Regions from separate parts of the Zea mays genome. Here regions 1 and 2 are each linked to region 3. The links are chromatin contacts, called in public Hi-C maps. All regions are on one chromosome and are shown on one strand. Each heading gives the region's core, a stretch centred on a gene start, on an enhancer-like site or on the middle of the called end of the contact. The rest is flanking DNA. Distances are from core to core; before and after follow the strand shown. Region 1 holds the start of LOC103629870 (phosphoinositide phosphatase SAC2-like). Region 2 holds the start of LOC100192577. Region 3 holds the start of LOC103629871 (exportin-7-A).

The links. Hi-C and Micro-C count contacts between places; a contact is called where the count stands out from the background.
Region 1: a Hi-C map of ear shows a contact between it and region 3, with 5 times the contacts expected there. The contact joins the promoter of LOC103629870 here to the promoter of LOC103629871 in region 3. A contact is called at or near these places in 24 of 25 Hi-C or Micro-C datasets (bundle sheath, ear, endosperm and 6 more) and 2 of 3 datasets of contacts at active chromatin or transcription factors (leaf and seedling).
Region 2: a contact with region 3 is called in a Hi-C map of ear, with 4 times the contacts expected there. The contact joins the promoter of LOC100192577 here to the promoter of LOC103629871 in region 3. A contact is called at or near these places in 9 of 25 Hi-C or Micro-C datasets (ear, leaf and tassel) and 1 of 3 datasets of contacts at active chromatin or transcription factors (seedling).

What each region holds. Positions count from the first base shown.
Region 1 is chr6:119,073,876-119,078,499 of Zm-B73-REFERENCE-NAM-5.0, reverse strand. It overlaps LOC103629870 (phosphoinositide phosphatase SAC2-like), which reads left to right and starts at 2,659. Exons shown (of 16, transcript NM_001329531.1): 1 at 2,659-3,011; 2 at 4,439-4,624. The coding sequence starts at 2,958.
Region 2 is chr6:118,992,302-118,996,368 of Zm-B73-REFERENCE-NAM-5.0, reverse strand. LOC100192577 reads left to right here and starts at 1,700. Exons shown (of 9, transcript NM_001137792.1): 1 at 1,700-1,874; 2 at 3,846-4,067. The coding sequence starts at 3,886.
Region 3 is chr6:119,224,863-119,229,157 of Zm-B73-REFERENCE-NAM-5.0, reverse strand. LOC103629871 (exportin-7-A) reads right to left here and starts at 1,261. Exons shown (of 29, transcript XM_008650962.2): 1 at 1,006-1,261; 2 at 1-113.

The sequences.
Region 1 (4,624 bases), core at 1,410-3,909, 150 kb after region 3:
TCGCTGGCGCGGTATAAACAATGCCGGAACATGAATCATGCTGGTGAAAAGGAAAGAAAGAAAGAAAGAATCGGAGCTCGAAAAGTTGAACCGCTCTCTCCGGCATTTGTTTGCGTTTCACGCGCTAGTTTAACAATGCATTTCCCGCGGCAACAATGATTTGCGCGCGGAACTAGTCCGGCCGGCTGGAAACTGGTGGATAGGACGAGGCTGGGAGGAGTAGTGTCACCGTCAGGACAGATTAATATATACCGACGCTGATCATTATTAATTGGTAAGCAACTCCATCCCACTGCAGACAAATTTTTTTCCTGGATCAAGATAACCAGCTTGTTCGCTGCGGCTTGCTGCGGCTGCAATCCGGCTGCGGCTGCGGCTTCTACAGTATTTTTCTCTCTATGGATTGCAGCTGCAGCAGTCCAAACAGCTGCAACAGTGTCGGCTTGCAGCCAGCCGAACACGCCCAACGTCTCCGTATGTTGGCGCCCCGGTCAAGGTGCCGTGGTACCAGGCACCATATTTCTTTTGTGCACATGCTCAGGTCTTGACCTCGCGCTCGCGCTAAACGATCACACACACACAGGAAAAAGAGAACCGAAAAGGTGCGGATGTGCTCGCTGGAACGCTCGAGCTCAGCATCGGATGCTGGCGCTGCTGCTGACAGACATGAGAATCTGAACCACGCAGAACAAGGAGTACGTACGGGTAGCGCCGTAGCAGACGAGGGCATCTTCCCGTCCGACGGTCCGAGCACCCAGGTGGGGTGGTAGTGGTACTGCTACTGCCGTGGGTTTTGGCGCGGACAACGCCAGGAGGACGTGGCAGCGACGCCGGGAAAGAAACGGCAGGAAGGCTTCAAAACTTGCCGAGAAGCGGTGGCGTGGCAAGCGCATGGTCGGCAGCCCTTTCCGCCCAATCATTGGAGCCGGACGTCCAGTCCAGCCGCTCCACGTCGCTCCCGCGGCCTCTCGTAGTCAACTCGCCAGCCAAGCCCAAGCGCGCACTACCCACCAGTCCATCCAGCACCTGTCGCCTCCCGAGCTAACGACACCGACCCTCTCGTCATGTTCGCGCGCGGCAGAATTCGCCTCGGACGGAATCGTCCAAGCAAGGACTGGTTCGTTGTGGTGGGCAAACAAGCGCTACCCGGCGGCCATATTCAATTCCGTCAGTTTGCGTGTTGTGTTGTGCCACATACGCTCGCTCCCCCCCCCCCCCCCCCCCCCCCCCCCCCCCCCCCCCCCCCCCCCCCCCCCCCCCCCCCCCCCCGCGTTGCCTCACGGCCAGGAGAAAGTAACCTGGCGGCCTGGACGGGTGGTAGCCCTAGCCCGGATCGGCTGCGGTGGCGGGTTCCGCCGGACGTGTCGCTACTCAGCACCATCACTACTCACCATCAGGAGCTAAATAACGCATAATATCGCTTTTTTTTTTGTTCTTTATACACACTCGTGGAGAGTGGAGACCATGGAATTGCGCTGCAACTAATTTCAGCCATTTGTTTATCCAACCATCGCACTCCAAGAACTCTTTGTGTATCTTCTTAATTCAGATAATATAGAACAGTTAGCTATTTACCTGACCACCTCAACACTGTCTCTACTACTTGACATTGTTTTTTTCCTCACACGGTTAAGCATTCATCATGAGGATTAAGCTCTAATATCACTCGACATTGTTTTGGGTTCTAAAGTTGGACTTTGTCCAAATTTTTGGTGAGGACTAAATACTCGAATCCCCAAAAGAAATAAACTAACCAATTACGAATTTAAGTGCTTATTACATACTTATTCAATTTCACCACGAGTGTAAAGTCGATGTCCTAAGTCAATTTACATATTTTGCTAGTACCACCACCCTCATATAACGAAGATCATGCCACGACAAAAGTTGTCTTACATCCCATTGTCGAGACAACCACAAAGGTCTCTAGAGTCGCTTTGAACTCTCCTCTTTCCTAAATGACCATAAAGATCCAACCCTAGATTTCCACTAGAATGAATGGGTAATACAAATTTCCCGAACGCGGCAAGGGTGTCACCAAGAAACATCTAGGCAATCAGGGTTCCAAGAACTCAAAGAGGAATAGAATGAAAAACAAATCAACTAATAGTCTGAGTAAAATTCCAAGAACCCATGAGTGGTTTTGAGAGTGTCAATAGCTGGCAACTATAATACTCTGAGTAAATTTTGGCACCTGTACGTAATGGACTCTTTGATCCTCTATATTCTATATTCAAGAGAAGATTAAACAAATCTTTAAATAGAACTAAAAACCATGGTGGGACATCTTTCACGAAACTAAGATTGAGTTTTTTTTATATTTCATCTACACATTCTGTAACTATATGCAACCCTAAATCTCATAAAATATTTATTAACTCCCTTGTGGATCATCATCTATTAAAAAACTATAAATAAGATTGATGCACTTACACTAGCACACTACACTACGGTGTTCGATTGTATATCTATATACAGGGCTGTGCTACCGTGCCGCGCTGTAACTAGTTCGCCCTCCCCCTCCTCCTCCCCCTCCCCGCCTGGACACCGTCACACCGGTCAGCCTCCACGCCTCACGGATTTCGCACCCGAAAAAAAAATAGAAAGCGAAATCAACCAATCTCCTATCATTCACGGCCTCGCCAGCGCCTCCTCCTCCCCCTCCTCCCCAGAAATTTCCCCACTTGCGCCGCTCGCGATCGGCGCCCGAGCTCCCGGAATCCCGGCCCGGTTTCGCGACCGTTCGCCGCGAGCCTTGGGCCGGTCCGGGCTCTGATTCGCGGGCGCCGCGGCCGTGGTTCGCGCGGGGAATGCTCTACCTCAAGCAGCCGGGCGGCGCGGACTTAGGGTTCCGGCGGGCGGCGGTGGCGGCTGCTGCTGCTGCTGCTGCGGGGCTGTGATCTGCCGCTGTGGTGGATGCGAGGTTGAGCCAGCACGCGCCGGGGATTCTGCTGGCAATGGCGGAGGCGGACAGCTGCCTCGAGAGCTTCGAGCTCTACGAGTCCGAGTCGGTGAGCTCCTCGCCCCCGGGCCACAATGCGCCGCTTCGTCGAGCGGGTGTTGCTGTTTGTCTCTTGTTGTTGGGTAAAATTGTGCTGTCCAATGATGCCGCTCCTACTGCCGCTCTGTGATCCGGTCAAGGCTGTATAGCTACGGAGACGGTCGAGCTATAGACGTCGTTTAGCTCGGGAGTCGGGACAGAGTATGCGGTCTACGTGCTTGGATGGATCATTCCATGCAACGTCGAGGATTTAGGAATTATGATCGTTGTTCATTCATGGCATCTGCATGCATGCGATTTGAATATGCCTGTGTAGAAAGTGATTATCACACTTGAATTTCAGGAGCTCTTGGCTGCTAGTACTAGTATTTTTGGGTTCTATGCGTGAGATATTGAATCATGCCTTATTTTGTAAGCTACGATGCTTTTCTCCATTTATTTTTTGTTAGGAAATAGCCAAATAGGTGTGCTTTTCAAGCACTGCTCTCATTCATTTGTTGGGATTTTGATCACGAAAAGTAAATCTTTGTGTGTTCTCATGTTATCACTTAAAACCAGGGTGTGATATCAAGTTCAAAGTTCAAACTATCCTGTGCTTCATCCCACTATCTTTTTTGGATGTTTGGTTACAGTGTTTGGTTTATTTATATCTTGGCGACCATTTCTTGTTTTGTTGGTAGTTGGTGAAGCTCTCTCTATCCGGGTGCATTCTGTACATAGAAGCCTTATATAAAATGCTTTTGCAAACTCATGTGCAAAGGCGAAGCCGTACTGTTTTTCTTGTCTTGCCTGTGTTTGTGGACTACAATTTAGAAGTTGGATTGTTATGCGCTTGTAGGATATGAGAATTTTTGGAAGTCTTAAAAAGTGAAAATGGAGAATGACGTTCTTTGACCATTGCATCTATGAGACTTAGGGAATTCAAGAACCTTTTATTTATACAACAGTCTGTTGATTGGGATATTGCAAATAAAAAAAGTTGGTCTCAATTTGTGTTGTCACATCGAAGAGGATCTGACAGGATATTCCAATATGAATACTTGAATAGATTAGAGCTTTTCTTAAACTGATTTTTGGGACAAGGATGGGCTGCAAGTGAAATTATAGTTTTGTAAAGATGAGAAATGGAAAGTTAGAACACAGGAAGGCAGTGAGCTTGACTTTGATGTTTATTTTTTGCCAGGATTGGTGAGAAATAGTGGGTCTGGTTTGTGTAACCTGCTCATGACGGTTTTAATGCTCAACTGTGACCCAATACATATTGCGCCAAAAACTATGAACAAATCTCAAACTTTTGAATTATTTGTGGCTATTGGTGCCACCCGAATCTTGGTCTTTGACTGTAGAAGTCTTCATTTGCTGAAGGGTGAAAATGAGTACCTAGTTCCTTAACTGATTTGTTTTTCATCATAATTTAATGATGGATGTTTTTGGCAGAAATTCTATATTCTTGGAACTAACTGTAACAAGACAATATGGAGATTACTCAAGATTGATAGAATGGAGCCATCAGAGGTCAATGTACATGAGGATTCTACTGTGCTCTCACAGAGTGATTACCTTGATATGCTAAAAAATCTAGACGAACAACACAGGTCAACTGGTGGAGTCAAATTTGTCACC
Region 2 (4,067 bases), core at 451-2,950, 230 kb after region 3:
TATGAGTCTCTAGTTCACCTCTATGGATCCCCTAAATCAGAAAGGAATGATCCCTTTAGAGATGATTGTGGTTGACCCCTTGAAAGTAAAAGCTTAAATGTAAAGGCTAAATGAAGTTGTTGAATCTGAATCGTTCCTAAGCTACTATATCATATCATTTATAACCTAAAGGAGGATAAAGTGATATATGCATGTTAGACAATATGGGCCCTACGACCTAGGAGAGCTCGACTACGTAGACATGGAGTGATATGCAATGATGTGTCTTAGACGTACCACAATATTGAACATGTCTTGATGGAGTGGCTGCTTTGTCTCGTCATAGTGGAAAGTACAGGAGTGTGTTTCTTTGGGGTACCACATAGTTGCTAATCGGTGTAGGAGTCTGTACTTTATAATCTTTAATTGTTGGTATGCTAGCTTGTTTAAGCGTGGCTATATGGATGATGGTACATATTGAATAGTGATCTAGAGTACACATGGTACCTATGTCGTTGCAACAATGCACCTCTTTAATCGCAATGTCGCCCATTTTATTTAATACGATGGACGAGAGCCTTATTTAGACCTCTAGTGCCACATGAATGTTTAGAGTAGAGATGAACATTGTAATAGGGTCATACCTTTTAGGACCGGCCTACCCTCAAGGTAAGGCTAGCCATATTATTCTGTAGGGTCATACCTTTTAGGACCAGCCTACCCTCGAGGTAAGGCTAGCCATATTATTCTGTCTACAAGAGCTTCCATACTTGATTGGATAAATAGTTTTGGTTTGTATATTAAGGGCCTTGAGACCCGATCATTGGTCAGGAAGGCTTCGAGGCCAGTGGTCTCATAGGTCCGAGGGGGCGGGTCCGATGACTGAGATATCCTAGAAATTTGGTAGCCGTCTCGACTTCTAGAGAGTATCACACTTTTCGGATCTCATTCATTCTGATAGGAGTCGAAGACAGAGAGCCTTAGAGGTTGAGGAAACTTCGAGATCAGGTCCTCTCATGATGGTCCCCTATTTTAGCCAGAGTTGATATAGGTTCTCGAGAGCACAAGTCTCGAAAATGCGTGACTTCTCTAAAGGCTTCTTTGGAACACAGGAAATTCACAAGAATTAATTTATTTTTACAGGAAAAACATATGAAACGGAAAAAAATAATGCAAATTAAAGAAGCCCTAACATTTTTTTATCGGAATCTACGTCTTGATTATATCTTAGAGTATGTTTTTTCTCAACACTTATTATTATTATTTTATTATATAAATTTTATATGTTTTTCATTTAAAAATATTAATAACTTATAGTTTAGAGTGGAACTGGAAGGAGTCCTAAAAAAAGGCAGCAGCACCGATTAACCAAAAAAAATCCTGCAATTCAAAGGAGCCCTAAAACTTTTTTGTGGGAATCTACGTCTTGATTATATATCTTAGAGTATGTTGTTTTCTCAACACTAATTATTATTATTTTATTTTATAAATTAAATATGTTTTTATTTAAAAACATTAATAACTTATAGTTTAGAGTGGAACTGGAACGAGTCCTTAAAAAAAAAGGCAGCAGGACCGATTAACCAACCGCAGTCTTTCCTTACTGCTAGCGCTGAGCGAGCATCAGAAATTCAGCAGTCCAACGCGTCCTCCAATCTTCGCCCCCGGCAAGCAATACCGAAAAAGCCACTCCTTTTCCTTCTCCGCGCAAAGCCCCAAACCGCCGCCTCCCGTTCTCTCGAGTCTCGACCTCTCCTCTCCTCTCCTCTTCTCAGGTCTCACCTGAGTCACACCTCCACAGACACTGAGACACACACATACGCTATCTCTCATCGTCCTCCACTCCCGGCAACGGAAGTTTCACTGCTGCCCTCATCTAACTCCCCGTCTCACTGGTAAGTGTCCGCTCTGGTTCTCCCCCCCCCCCCCCCCCCCCCCCCCCCCCCCCCCCCCCCCCCCCCCCCCCCCCTGAATGGGGTCAGCTTTCAGTAAACCGTGATCTTTCTTTCGAGAGCGATTCACTGCATGTGTATCGCGCCGCTACGTGCTTTGTTCTTGATGTGGTTTTGGTCGCCCGTGCCTCTGTTCTCTGAGGCGGTGTGGACGCGTGATGATTGCCGTTTCATGGTGGGGGTTTATTTGTCGTGTCGCGATCACTACACGAAAACGTTGAAGGAGTGTTTTTTACTTAAAGAGTGTCGGAGGAGTGTTTTTTACTTAAAGAGTGTCGGGGCTTAATCGACGAATAAGATCGTCCATTTTAATAATGTCGACTTATTTCAGTAAGAGTGTAGTTTTTTTGGCCGACACTTTTTGCCTTGTTTCTTATAGTGGATTTTCGCAAAGGGGGCAAGAACAACGCCAGGGATGGTCCAGGTGTTATGGACGGTCGCGTGGGATTGATTGATGCAGGCGTAATGTCTCTATCGTGATTTCTTTTATTCGTTCCGAGTTCTGACGATTTCGTAGACGGATACGGAATACGGTTAGTGAACATTTTATCTTCTTGTTCACAGCTATCCTTGTCTGCCTGAATTTTTATCAGCTCAATCCTCGAGGGAGGAAAGGAAAAGGGGAAAGAAGGATGTTGTGTGATGAATTTTGCGAGAAATGAGACGAATATCAGCTCTCTCTCTCTCTTTTTTTGGCTGGCAACAACTCTTTTTTGCACTAGTCAGAAGGCATAAATGCAGTCGGTTGTTGATGACCTTTAGTTAGTCATACGGTGGACATTCAGGGGCTTTTAAGTGCTCCTGTAGTGTCAGAGATAAATGATAGCTGGCGTTTTTACAATTACTGTATCAGTTCAGCGTTTCTAATCTAACTAGTGATTAGGCGAGAACTGAACTGGTATGACGTATTAGTTTGGGAGCAATTGATGGTCACAATGTTGGATAGACCTTCATCCTCGAACTTCACAGAGAAGAAAATATTCTGTGGTTTTAACTGTAGGGTCGTATATATTCTCTCGTCGAAATGGACAATGATAGTGTTCATTTACCGTTTCTTAACTGAATGCCTTAATCAATTGCTGTCCTGTTCTAACAAATTTGGCGTCGAATGGCTGTAGAGTAGGGAATGGAAGTTGTGTTCACTTGGCAATGTGATCAGAGGAGAATAATTTGTTTAACATGATTGCTGAAACCTCAGCTACGCTTTTACTTGCCACATATTTGTTTATAATTCAGAATGGCTCTGGATGAAAGCCGGTGTTATGTCTTTTCTAATAGTTCTGTCACCGATAAGTAGAGTATGTCCTTGTTTGTATTGCTTGTCCCAACTTTTCATTTTCTCAGAGAAAAATCCAGACATTGAAAAATCCAACCCCCGTTAGAAGATTTAATGCTTAGCTGCCATGAACATGGCAGTGATGTTTGCTGAGGGCCTGAGGGGCACCTGTCAACCTGTCAATGTCAACTGTATGCAGTAAACACGGGAGAGTTCAAATTAGTTGGGCATATTTTTATGTTGTTTATTCAAGTGATTAACCTGTGTTCCAAAAATATATTTCTTCAAGATATTTATGCCCTTAATGATTATTTGATTGTATACTTTTGCATTATTGGCCCATGCATGCAATCTATGAAGAACTGGCAGCTGTTCTTTTAGCATCAATATGTCCTGCCTTTGTATAAAAGGAAACCTTCTGGACAACTACTATTCTCTTTAATCACTAACTGATTTTCTCTTCTGAATGCTGGCATCAGCATATTGTCAACTGTGCGTATTTTCAGTCTGTAGAAGCCATCTTTTAAAGAACATTTTGGGCAGAAATTGCCAGTAGCATTTCTTGTGGTTAACATGGACTTCTCAGCTGGTTCCTACTTCTCATCATGGCCTATCAATTCTGCTTCTGAGAGCTACAGTTTGGCTGATGGTTCAGCGGAATCATATGGAGAAGGAAGCATGCCACCGTCAACCTATTTCATGACAGCTAGATCAGATCACAATTTAAATTTCAGTGTGCATGAACAGGATTCCACTATGCTTCCAAACGAACAGTTGACCTATGCTGGTGCTGGCCAGATTGATCTATTACCTGCTGAGACTCTATCTAGGGATAAGCTTCCTGAAAATCTTCTGGAGCT
Region 3 (4,295 bases), core at 12-2,511:
CTCATGACAGCCTTTCCAATGACGCTTAATCAAAGACAAAAGACACAATTTAAACAGCTAACGAATGCTTATATCGCCAATACCAGCCACAATTCAGCCTGGATTACAGTGATCTGCAAGAATGGAAATGCCAAACTTAGCAACGGCCAAACCAGCAAAAAATAGCATAATAACAAAACAAAGGTTGCTTTTAGCTTCATTTGCTAAGCAATTCCACTTGATGACACATGCAAATAGTTACAGCAATCTACATGATACCATAATAATCAACTAATGATAGCTGCATTTGCTGAGCCATTGTATTTTGGTAGTTCATGCAATAATGATAAAATCTACACAGGTACTGCACAGCATAGGGGATTATTTATAGAGACTTAAACAGGTGTCACATAGCACAACAAATAGCATAAAGCGACATGTAACGCAAGAAAAAAGATCAAAGCAAGTTATGTGCTGCACTTTATAAGACAGTGTATTTGATGGATGCTGCATTCCTCACTGGATAGCCTACCGTCAAAGATCAAAGACATGGAAATCACTCTAGGATGATGCTCATCCCAGGGGTTCACCATGCATGGAAATCGCTCTAGCTGTCTAGCATGATGCTCATCCCAGGGTGGAACCAGCTAGTCCATGGGGCATGGGTTGGAGCCGATTTTACTTTTTGGTGGGGAAACAAGCAGCATCCGTTGATGGGCAGATTGATCGTGCGCTTTGAAGAGAAGGAGCATGTGGCGGACCGAGTATAGAACATGGGTAGACATGTACAGCCGATATTTTTTTACTAAAATGTCGAAGTTAGTAGCCAAAATACGTGCGCACACACCTGCGATTAGATCGGATCCGAATACAGCTGGCTTAGGGTTTGGGTGCTCTGTTACGCGCAGCGGGAAGGGAAGATACCGGATGGGCGATCAGATCCGAATACAGATAGCCATTTAGCCAACTAGCTTAGCTAAGGGTTCGTGTGCTCAGTTTTGCACAGGCAAGAAGGGACAAACGTACCTGGTGTGGTGGGTGCTCGTAGCCGGCAAAGGGCGCGACGAAGACCTGGGCTGCTGGGCGTAGGGCGGCGGCGGCGGCGGCGGTCGCCCTAGATGTCGCGCACGCAAGGTGAACGGAGAGAAGAAAAACAGCAAAGGAGTGAGCGCACGCACGGGACCATTTCTTCCGGGGATGTCTACAGCTATCTTTTCTGCGCGCTACCGGGCCGTTTGGTCTCTTTCTTTCCTCCAGGTTTCGTCAGTCGAAGCCTCAGACGGCCCATGAAACTGGTTTAGTACTGTTTTTGTCCGTCATGTTCTACTGCTTGTTTCACCGGTTGCCTGGACCGTCATTGTGGATGTTCAGCCCAGTTATTCGGCAACCCAAAGCTCAGCCGTTCGGCTACAATGCAAGAGCAAGACACTTTTTTACCATGAACCATAAATCAAACTGAACGAACTAAACCGAAATTTTGATTTTTTTTAGTTTAGTTCGTTTCGGTTTTTTATCTAAAAAGTTCGGCGTTCGGTATCGTAATCGGTTTTCACCGTATACCGAACCAAAGTACCAAAACAACCTAATACCAAAGTTCATCAATTCTAAAATTTGACTATTTAATTATGTGAACTAAATGTGTGATGCGATTAAATAATTATTCACTTATTTATATATGATGTATTATGTATATCTAAATATTTGTATCTATATGATTTTATTTTTAAAAAATTGTGTGTAATCTATCATGTAAATTTGTTCTATGTGTTATTGTTCGGTTTTTACCAAAAATCGAAGTAAAAATCCGAAACCGAATTTCTCGGTGTTCTATTTTCTAGAAAATCGATTGATTCCTAATGTCTAAAAAACCAATGTTTTTTAAAACCAAAAAATTGAACTGAAGTTTCAAAAAACCGAATGCCCAGCTCTAAATGTCGCCCTCTTTGTTTCAGCTTCTTGCAGTCAAGTGTTTTGCTTCTCAGACCGCTTATGTAAGAATCACTCCCGTAAAAATCATCCAAATCAACATAAATACAGAATCCACAGAGTCGTCACGATTGAAGACATCCACCGCTTCCTACACCCTAAACCGTGTAGACCACTTCATCTTTCTTCCCACACAAGTCACGTGATATTCAGATTATCGTGACAGCTATATTATCCAGGAATTCAGGTTCTTGTAAAAGCTATTCAGAAAAAAAAATCTATTCCAAACAATCATGTTATTGTTGGCTAGCCATAGCTACTTTAATAAATAGGGATGGCATCGAGCTTAGCTTGGGTGGAGCGAAAGCCCGACCGCGCCTGTATCGCGGAACATGTCTAAACACGTCCACAACCATGCCCATGAAATCTTGCTACTAGTAGATTTTTGGTGGGTTTTGGATCAGCGCATAGATTTGATAGTACCAGTTCAATATTTCATTAATGTCGGGGACCATAATTAGGGGTACCACAAGACTCCTAATCTCAGCTGGTAACCCTCATCAGCACAAAGCTGCAAATGCCTGATGGGCACGATTAAGGTTAAGGCTCAGTCCACTCAAGTGACACGATCTCGCCTCGCCCGAGCCCAGTCTCGGGCAAAGGCAGCCGATCCCGGAGTATTCACGTCTCGCCCGAGGGCCCCCTCAAGCGACGGACACACCTTCGACTCGCCCGAGGCCCAGTCTTCGCGGAGAAACAACCTTGGCCAGATCGCCACGCCAACCGACCATATCGCAGGAGCATTTAATGCAAAGATCGCCTGACACCTTATCCTGACGCGCGCTCTTCAGTCGACAGAGCCGAAGTGACCGCAGTCACTTCGCCGCTCCACTGACCGACCTGACAAGAAAACAGCGCCGCCTGCGCCGCTCCGACCGTTGTGCCACTCGACAGAGTGAGGCTGACAACAGCTAAGTCCAGCCTCGGGCGCTATGGGAAGCTCCGCCTCGCCTGACCCCAGGGCTCGGACTCAACCTCGACCCCGGAAGACGGACTCCGCCTCGCCCGACCCTAGGGCTCGGACTCAACCTCGACCTCGGAAGACGGACTCCGCCTCGCCCGACCCCAGGGCTCGGACTCAGCCTCGACCTCGGAAGACGGACTCCGCCTCGCCTGACCCCAAGGCTCGGACTCAGCCTCGACCTCGGAGGAGCCTCCGCCTCGCCCGACCTAGGGCTCGGACCGACCACGTCATAGGAGGGCCATCATTACCCTACCCCTAGCTAGCTCAGGCTACGGGGAACAAGACCGGCGTCCCATCTGGCTCGCCCCGGTAAACAAGTAATGATGGCACCCCGCGTGCTCCATGACGACGACGGCTCTCAGCCCCTTACGGAAGCAAGGAGACGTCAGCAAGGATCCGACAGCCCCGACAGCTGTCCTTCCACAGGGCCCAAACGCTCCTCCGACGGCCACGACATTACATGAACAGGCTATCAAAACCTCTCCGACTGCCACGACGGCATGTACTTAGGGCTCTAGCTCCTCTCTGCTAGACACGTTAGCACACTGCTACACCCTCCATTGTACACTTGGGCCCCCTCTTTACGCCTATAAAAGGAAGGTCCAGGGCTCTCGTACGAGAAGGTCGGCCGCGCGGGAGAACGGGCTGGCGGACAGTCTCTCTCTCTCTCTCTCCCTCGCGGACGCTTGTAACCCCCCTACTGCAAGCGCACTCGACCTGGGCGCAGGACAACACGAAGGCCATGGGTTTCCCCTTTGCCGTTTCTCACCCCCTTTCGTGCTCCGTCTCGCGCCGACCCATCTGGGCTGGGACACGCGACGACAATTTACTCGTCGGTCCAGGGACCCCCGGGGTCGAAACACCGACAGTTGGCGCGCCAGGTAGGGGACTGCTGCGTGTTGACGAACAGCTTCCCGTCAAGCTCCGGATGGGTAGTCTCCAGCAACCTCTTCAACCTGGGACGATGCTTCGTTTCGGGAGTCTGGAGTTCATGTCCCTCGACGGCAGCTACGACATGATACTCCTTCCTCCGCCGCGCGACAACGACAATGGCGGCCATCAGCCCGCCGCCAGCGGCGGAATCGATGACGTCTTCCCCACGTGGCGGAAGAGCAACATCTGGGTCTATCCCGTCCCCTTCCCCGCCGACGGAGGAGGAGGCGGGGCAGGCATGGCCAAGCAGGAGGCGACACCTCGTCGGCTGTCGAGCGAGTCGACGGCGCCGGCGCCCCAGCGGGGGACACGTCGGGCGTCGACCTCGCGTCTGAGACGAAGACGAGTGTCGTTTCCCCGCAACACGCCAACTCCAAGCGGACGAACGACGCCAGCACGCTCGCGAAGGACATGCTGGGCGTTAGCCTCGTAC